Linked DNA regions of Sus scrofa: region 2 is linked to region 1. Evidence: chromatin contacts called from public Hi-C data. All regions are on one chromosome and are shown on one strand. Each heading gives the region's core, a stretch centred on a gene start, on an enhancer-like site or on the middle of the called end of the contact. The rest is flanking DNA. Distances are from core to core; before and after follow the strand shown.

Region 1 (2,985 bases), core at 420-2,919:
TTGCTGTGTGTGCCATATTTTTATTTATTTATTTATTTATTTACTTATTTATTTATTTTATTTTTTTGTCTTTTTGTTGTTGTTGTTGTTGCTATTTCTTGGGCCTCTCCCACGGCATATAGAGGTTCCCAGGCTAGGGGTTGAATCGGAGCTGTAGCCACCGGCCTACGCCAGAGCCACAGCAACGCGGGATCTGAGCCGCGTCTGCAACCTACACACAGCTCACGGCAACGCCGGATCGTTAACCCACTGAGCAAGGGCAGGGACTGAACCCGTAACCTCATGGTTCCTAGTCGGATTCGTTAACCACTGTGCCACGACGGGAACTCCCCATATTTTAACTGAATTGTCTTTTTCTTTTTGGTGTTTTTTTTGTTTTGTTTTTTGTTTTTGCTTTTTAGGGCTGCACCCATGGCATATGGAAGTTCCCAGGCTATGGGTTAAATCAGAGCTCTGTCTGCCCACCTATACCACAGCCACAACAATGTGGGATCTGAGCTGTGTCTGTGATCTTCACTGCATCTCATGGCAGTGCCAGGTCCTTAAGCCACTGACCAAGGCCAGGGATTGAACCTACATCCTCATGATTACTAATCAGATTCGTTTCCACTGTGCCACAATGAGAACACCTCTTTTCGTTTTGTAGGAATTTTTTGTTTGGTTCTGCTTTATTTTCTGTTCAGGTATATTGTGGATATAAATCCTTTGGCAGATACATGTGTTGCTAATATCTCATTACAGTTTGTGGCTCGCTTTTACTCTCTTAGTGGTGGATCCTGGTGGGCAGGAACCACTTGTATCTCATTCACTTGGGAGGGAGGCCTGGCATAAAGTAGGTGCTCAATAAGTTTTCCTTGAATGGGGGAGTTCTCCCTGTGGTGCAGTGGGTTAAAAATCCCCCATTGTCTGAGGCAGCGCGGGTTAGATCCCTGCCCGTAGCAGTAGGTTAAGAATTCAGTGTTTATCACAAGGCTGTAAATCAACTATATTTCAATAAAACTTTTTAAAATGAAGGAAAACAAAAAAACCGAGTTGTTGCAGCTGCAGCTCAGATTGGATTCCTGGCCAGGGAACTTCCATATGCCCTTGGTGCTGCGGGAAAAAGAAAAAAAACTTCTTGAGTGAATAACTGGATTGAAGTCCTAGCTCTGGTCCTCAGCTTCTCCAGGTGGGCATGTTAATCCCTGTCTGCCCATATGATAGGATTTTGTGAGACGTTCTGGAGACAGAGTCGAATTTGGAGGTTCTCAGACAGTGTCAGCTTTTACAATCAGAAAGGGCGGAGCTGGATCCTTCTCCAGGAACCTGCCTGGGAAACTCCACGTGGGCGCCCCGCCCATAGCAGGCTCCACCCACAGCTGGGCTCTCTTACGCCTGTCACTTAGCTGAGGGGCGGGGCAGAGAGGGCACGCCAAGGGGGCGTGGTTACAACCTTGAACGGGGAAGTAGGTGGAGCTAATGATGTCACTGACCAATGAGAGGGAAGAGTCTTGAGCCGTAGAGAGCAAGGCCGAAGGGCCCTGTGATCGTTGTCTGCGTTTCCATTGGGCGGCTTGGCGTTGTTAGGGAAACGCAGTAAGTTGAAGGGGAGGGGTTTCTAGGGAGGCGGGGCTCCCGGGGGCGGGCCGCCGGGACTCTGCTAGGGCCGTCAGCTGACCGGCCGCCATCTTGTCCGCCATTTGCAAGCGGCTCGGCGCGGAGCCGGAGGGAAAGGGAGCGCGGCCTGCCCAGCGGGTCGTCGCCGCCGCCGCCCCCGCCCCCGCCCCCGCCACCCCGCCGACCGCCGCCGACCTGGCCTGAGAACCCGCCCCACCGCGGCGGCCGGCAGCGCAGCGCTCCACGGGCGGCAGGCGAGGCCCCCTTGCCCCTTCAGGGCACCCGGCCGCGCGTCTCCCAAGTCTCGAGCCCGGCGGTGGCCGCCGCCGCGATGGCTCTCAAGATGGTCAAGGGCAGCATCGACCGTATGTTCGACAAGAATCTGCAGGACCTGGTGCGCGGCATCCGGAACCATAAGGAGGACGAGGTGAGCCCGGCGCGCTGAACCTGGCCGGGCTTCTTGCCCTGACCCCAACCCCGTTCGATCCCGAATCGGTCCTACCCGGCAGGACCCAGACAGAGGCCCCGCTCCTGGCTTGAGCCCCGCCTGCCTATCCGCCCTGGATTTACGCACGCTCCGTCCGCGAGCCTCAGTTTACCCGCTCGGCGGTGGGGGCCCGCCTCCTCCTCCCCGAGGGTAGCCCCGGAAGAGGCTTGGCAGTGTCGTCACACACACCCAGTGCCACTGGCCCAGCGGCGGCTCTCCCGTCTTGAGCATGTTTCTGGATTTCTTGTTCAAAGTGCAGGACCCCCACCCCACCCCAGGTCTTGGGCTCCTGTTTAGGGGACCTTGTCCGTAGGTCGCCCCCAGAGGGAACCCCTTATGGGATTAACGCAAGTCCAGATCGCTCCCTGGTGCCCGGCTTGGAACTGGGCCTAGCCTCCTGGGCCGGTATTCCCACCCCGCCCCTGGAAGATGGCCAGGCCGCCACTCTTGGGGGCAACGATGGGGGGACAGCGGAAGCCCTAGGCCAAAATAAGGAAACCCCTCAGGGGTCCTGCAAGGGAGAAGCCGACTTCAAGTAGAAACTCCACAGCCAGGAAGGAAAACGCTTTCCAGAAATCATAGTACAATCGTGGGCACCATTTTCATCTCTCCCCCATCCCCCCAACCTGTGACCTAGATTTAGGAGGAATTGGGCGAGTTAGTGACCACCGGGCTGCTGGCTTCCAAGGAAGAAGGCCCAAGCCTACAGTTACGCAGTGGGACAGGGAAGAAAGTCCCCCTTTCCCTGCTGGAGGGAGAGGCTGCCCTAAGGAGAGCAGCTGTATGATCTTGTGCCGATCCTAGTGCCAGAGGCCGCCTAGCCCTCCTCACAATGGCGCCGGGCAAGCCCAGCATTACAGAGAGGAAGGTGCAGAGAAGTTAAGGAATTTGCCAGGAGGCAC
Region 2 (2,700 bases), core at 58-2,557, 560 kb after region 1:
AAATGGGAGGAAAGCAGACTCTCGGGATCTATACACAGGTGCTCAAAACATGTGCACATCCTCGCTTAGGGTCCCTTCCCCCTAGTGTCCAAACAGTGTCCTGTGATTCATTCTGGGGGGCTTCCTGGAACGGGTGGCAACAAACAGATGGACTTGGAGTACAGAAAAAGAGGAGAGGGAAGTGTTTCAGAGGATGTCAGGAGCCCCACAAGGTCATTGAGGAGGAAAGGCAGAGGAGGGACTGGAAAGAGAGTGACAATTAGGGGTGGCTGGATCTCCCTCTCTGTTGGCCCCATCCAACCTTTCTCTAAACCCACCACATCGGTCAAGCAACCCAATTCCAGGCAGGGGAGGGAGAGGCCAGGCCAAGGTTGGGTGGAGAGAAGGGGAATCCTAGCAGGAAAACAAAGGAAGGGGAGGTGGGAGTGACTCTTCCCCTCCTTGTCTGGAGCATTCTCTGGGAAAAGAAGATCTCTACAATTGCTTCCAGGCTTGGATCCATCAGGGAAGGGGCTGGTGACACTGGCAGGGAACTGGCTATCTCCTGCCCCCTCCTCCCCCGGGACCAGCAGGACAACTGGAAGAACCGGACTTCTGCCTGGCGGGAACCCAGGGCCTGAAAAGAAGGGGCAGAGGACAGCCTCCAGACCTGATGGCTCGAGTGGGGGTGTTGCGGGGCCGAGATAAGGGGTGGCCCAAGTCCGAGGTCGCATTGCTTGGGGCAGAGAGGGGCTGAGGGCAGAACGAAGGTCCTCGTCCATGACCCCTCCCTAGGATCTCAGTCTCCTCGCTGGGCTGTGGGCGCGCCCCGCCGCCCTATCTAGACCCCGCAGCCGGCGCCGGCCGGAGGGGGCATGCCTGAGGCCCTCGTGGCCCAGGGCTTCAGAGTGCTCTTTGGCAAAAGGGGGTGTCGCCCCAAGCGCTCCCCCCGACGGCTCACCCGCGGCCAAGTACCGCTTGTCGACACCGGTCTTGGCTTCGAGCGCCCCTAGCGCTTCGGTGGCCAAGTTCCTCTGTTCCAGAAAGCGCTCGAAGCGCTGGCGCAGGCCGTCCATGGCACCGCCGGGCCCGGGGCTGGCAGCCTGAACTTGATCGTCGGCCCGCACACCGGCCGTGCAGCCCGCGCGCTGCCTTCCCTTGGCACAAGCCGCACGGCTCCGCCCCCGGGCCCGAATCCGCCCCCGGGCCCGAATCCGCCCCCGGGCTGGTCTCCGCCCCCGAGATGGTCTCCCTCTTCTGCCCCCCGCTCTGGCCAATGGGAGGGCAGGGCGGACAAAGGAGGTGGGGCCTGCCCCGTCTCCTCCGCCGCATTGCCCTTTGGCGGGCCGCGGCCGCGGCAGCCGCGACTTTGGGGGAAGAGGGCGGGGCGCGGCAGCTGAAGGCGCCGATTGGCCGAGACAGAGCGGGACGTAGCTGATTGGGGGGGCGGGGTCATGGCCAGGGATTATTGGCTGAGCCGTTGTGGGTGGAGCCGAGGGAGGCGGAGCTAGAGGGAGGGGCCAGATAAAGGCCAGAACTGGATTGGAGAAAAGATACTAATAGCGAAAACAGAGAAGGGGCGTGGCCGCACATAAAGAAGGAGGGACGGAATATGAAGGCGGGGTTGGGGCGGGGCTAAACTGAGGAGGCGGGACTTATTCGAAGGAGCAATCCTGGTTGGACTTGGAAGGAGACAAGGCTTATTCCTGGGGGAGGGGTGTATAGGAAAGTGGGCGGGACCAAATATTGGGTGGGATCAATTACAGCAACCATGAACCCCCTCCTCTGGGTCAGAAGAATTGAGGTCATTGCATAAATGGGGAGACTGAGGTTCCCAAAGGTTTGAGGTTGCAGGAGACCAGTTGCATGTGTCTCCCCTCACCTGCTGTCAGATCTTCGCGCCCCTGAGGTCGGGGAGCCGCAAGGCCCCCTGGGAGTTGAAGTCTTTCAGAGGTTGCTATGGCTCCAGGGGCGGGGCGGGCACTTGGGCCATCTCGGCGGTTTGGCCAGGAGGAGGGGCTTTGTGAGGCCCCGCCCCCGGGCCCGCCCCCGCTGGCATGCTGCCCGCCCGGACTGCCCTCTGGCTGCGCCTGACTTTGGTCCTGGGCCTGGCGCTCGTTGGCCCTGTGACTGTGGGGTGGGCCTTGGCCCGGGCCCCCATCTATGTGAGCAGCTGGGCCGTACGGGTGTCCCAGGGTTACCAGGAGGCCGAGCGCCTGGCGCGCAAATTCGGCTTTGTCAACCTGGGGCAGGTGGGTTCCGTATTGAAGAGAGGGGGCAGAGACTGGATGACTCCAAACCCTGGCAAATAGGAGGGCACTCCCTAGTTTCCCCAGATATCAAAGACTCGCCCCTGGCCACCTCTGCCTCGACCAATTTCAAATTCTGGGACTCCAGAGAGCACCTGGTTGGGGGAGGATGTAAAGCAGGCGGGCTGGCCCCTGTCTTGGAAGGGGCTCCATCAGGGGAGCCAGGTCCCAGCCATCTGCTCCTTACATTCCCAGATCTTCCCTGACGGGCAGTATTTCCATCTGCGGCACCGGGGCGTGGTCCAGCACTCCCTGACTCCGCACTGGGGCCACCGCCTGCGCCTGAAGAAAGACCCCAAGGTGAGCCTGGCCATGAGACTGCCTCCTCAGAGGTCTCAGCCACCTCCTGTTGTTCTTGTTATGAATGTTATCTCCTGTTATGAATGGCTGTGTGGCCTGAGGCAAATCACCA

Evidence for each region. A called contact is a pair of places that touch in the nucleus more often than the background predicts.
Region 2: a contact with region 1 is called in a Hi-C map of skeletal muscle, with 5 times the contacts expected there. The contact joins the promoter of REEP6 here to the promoter of AP3D1 in region 1. A contact is called at or near these places in 2 of 47 Hi-C or Micro-C datasets (liver and skeletal muscle).

The regions. Positions count from the first base shown.
Region 1 is chr2:76,426,774-76,429,758 of Sscrofa11.1, forward strand. AP3D1 (AP-3 complex subunit delta-1) reads left to right here and starts at 1,670. Exons shown (of 32, transcript XM_021084197.1): 1 at 1,670-2,023. The coding sequence starts at 1,928.
Region 2 is chr2:76,987,707-76,990,406 of Sscrofa11.1, forward strand. REEP6 (receptor expression-enhancing protein 6) reads right to left here and starts at 1,308. Exons shown (of 6, transcript XM_021084238.1): 1 at 941-1,308. The coding sequence starts at 1,055. It overlaps PCSK4 (proprotein convertase subtilisin/kexin type 4), which reads left to right. Exons shown (of 15, transcript XM_021084236.1): 2 at 2,484-2,588.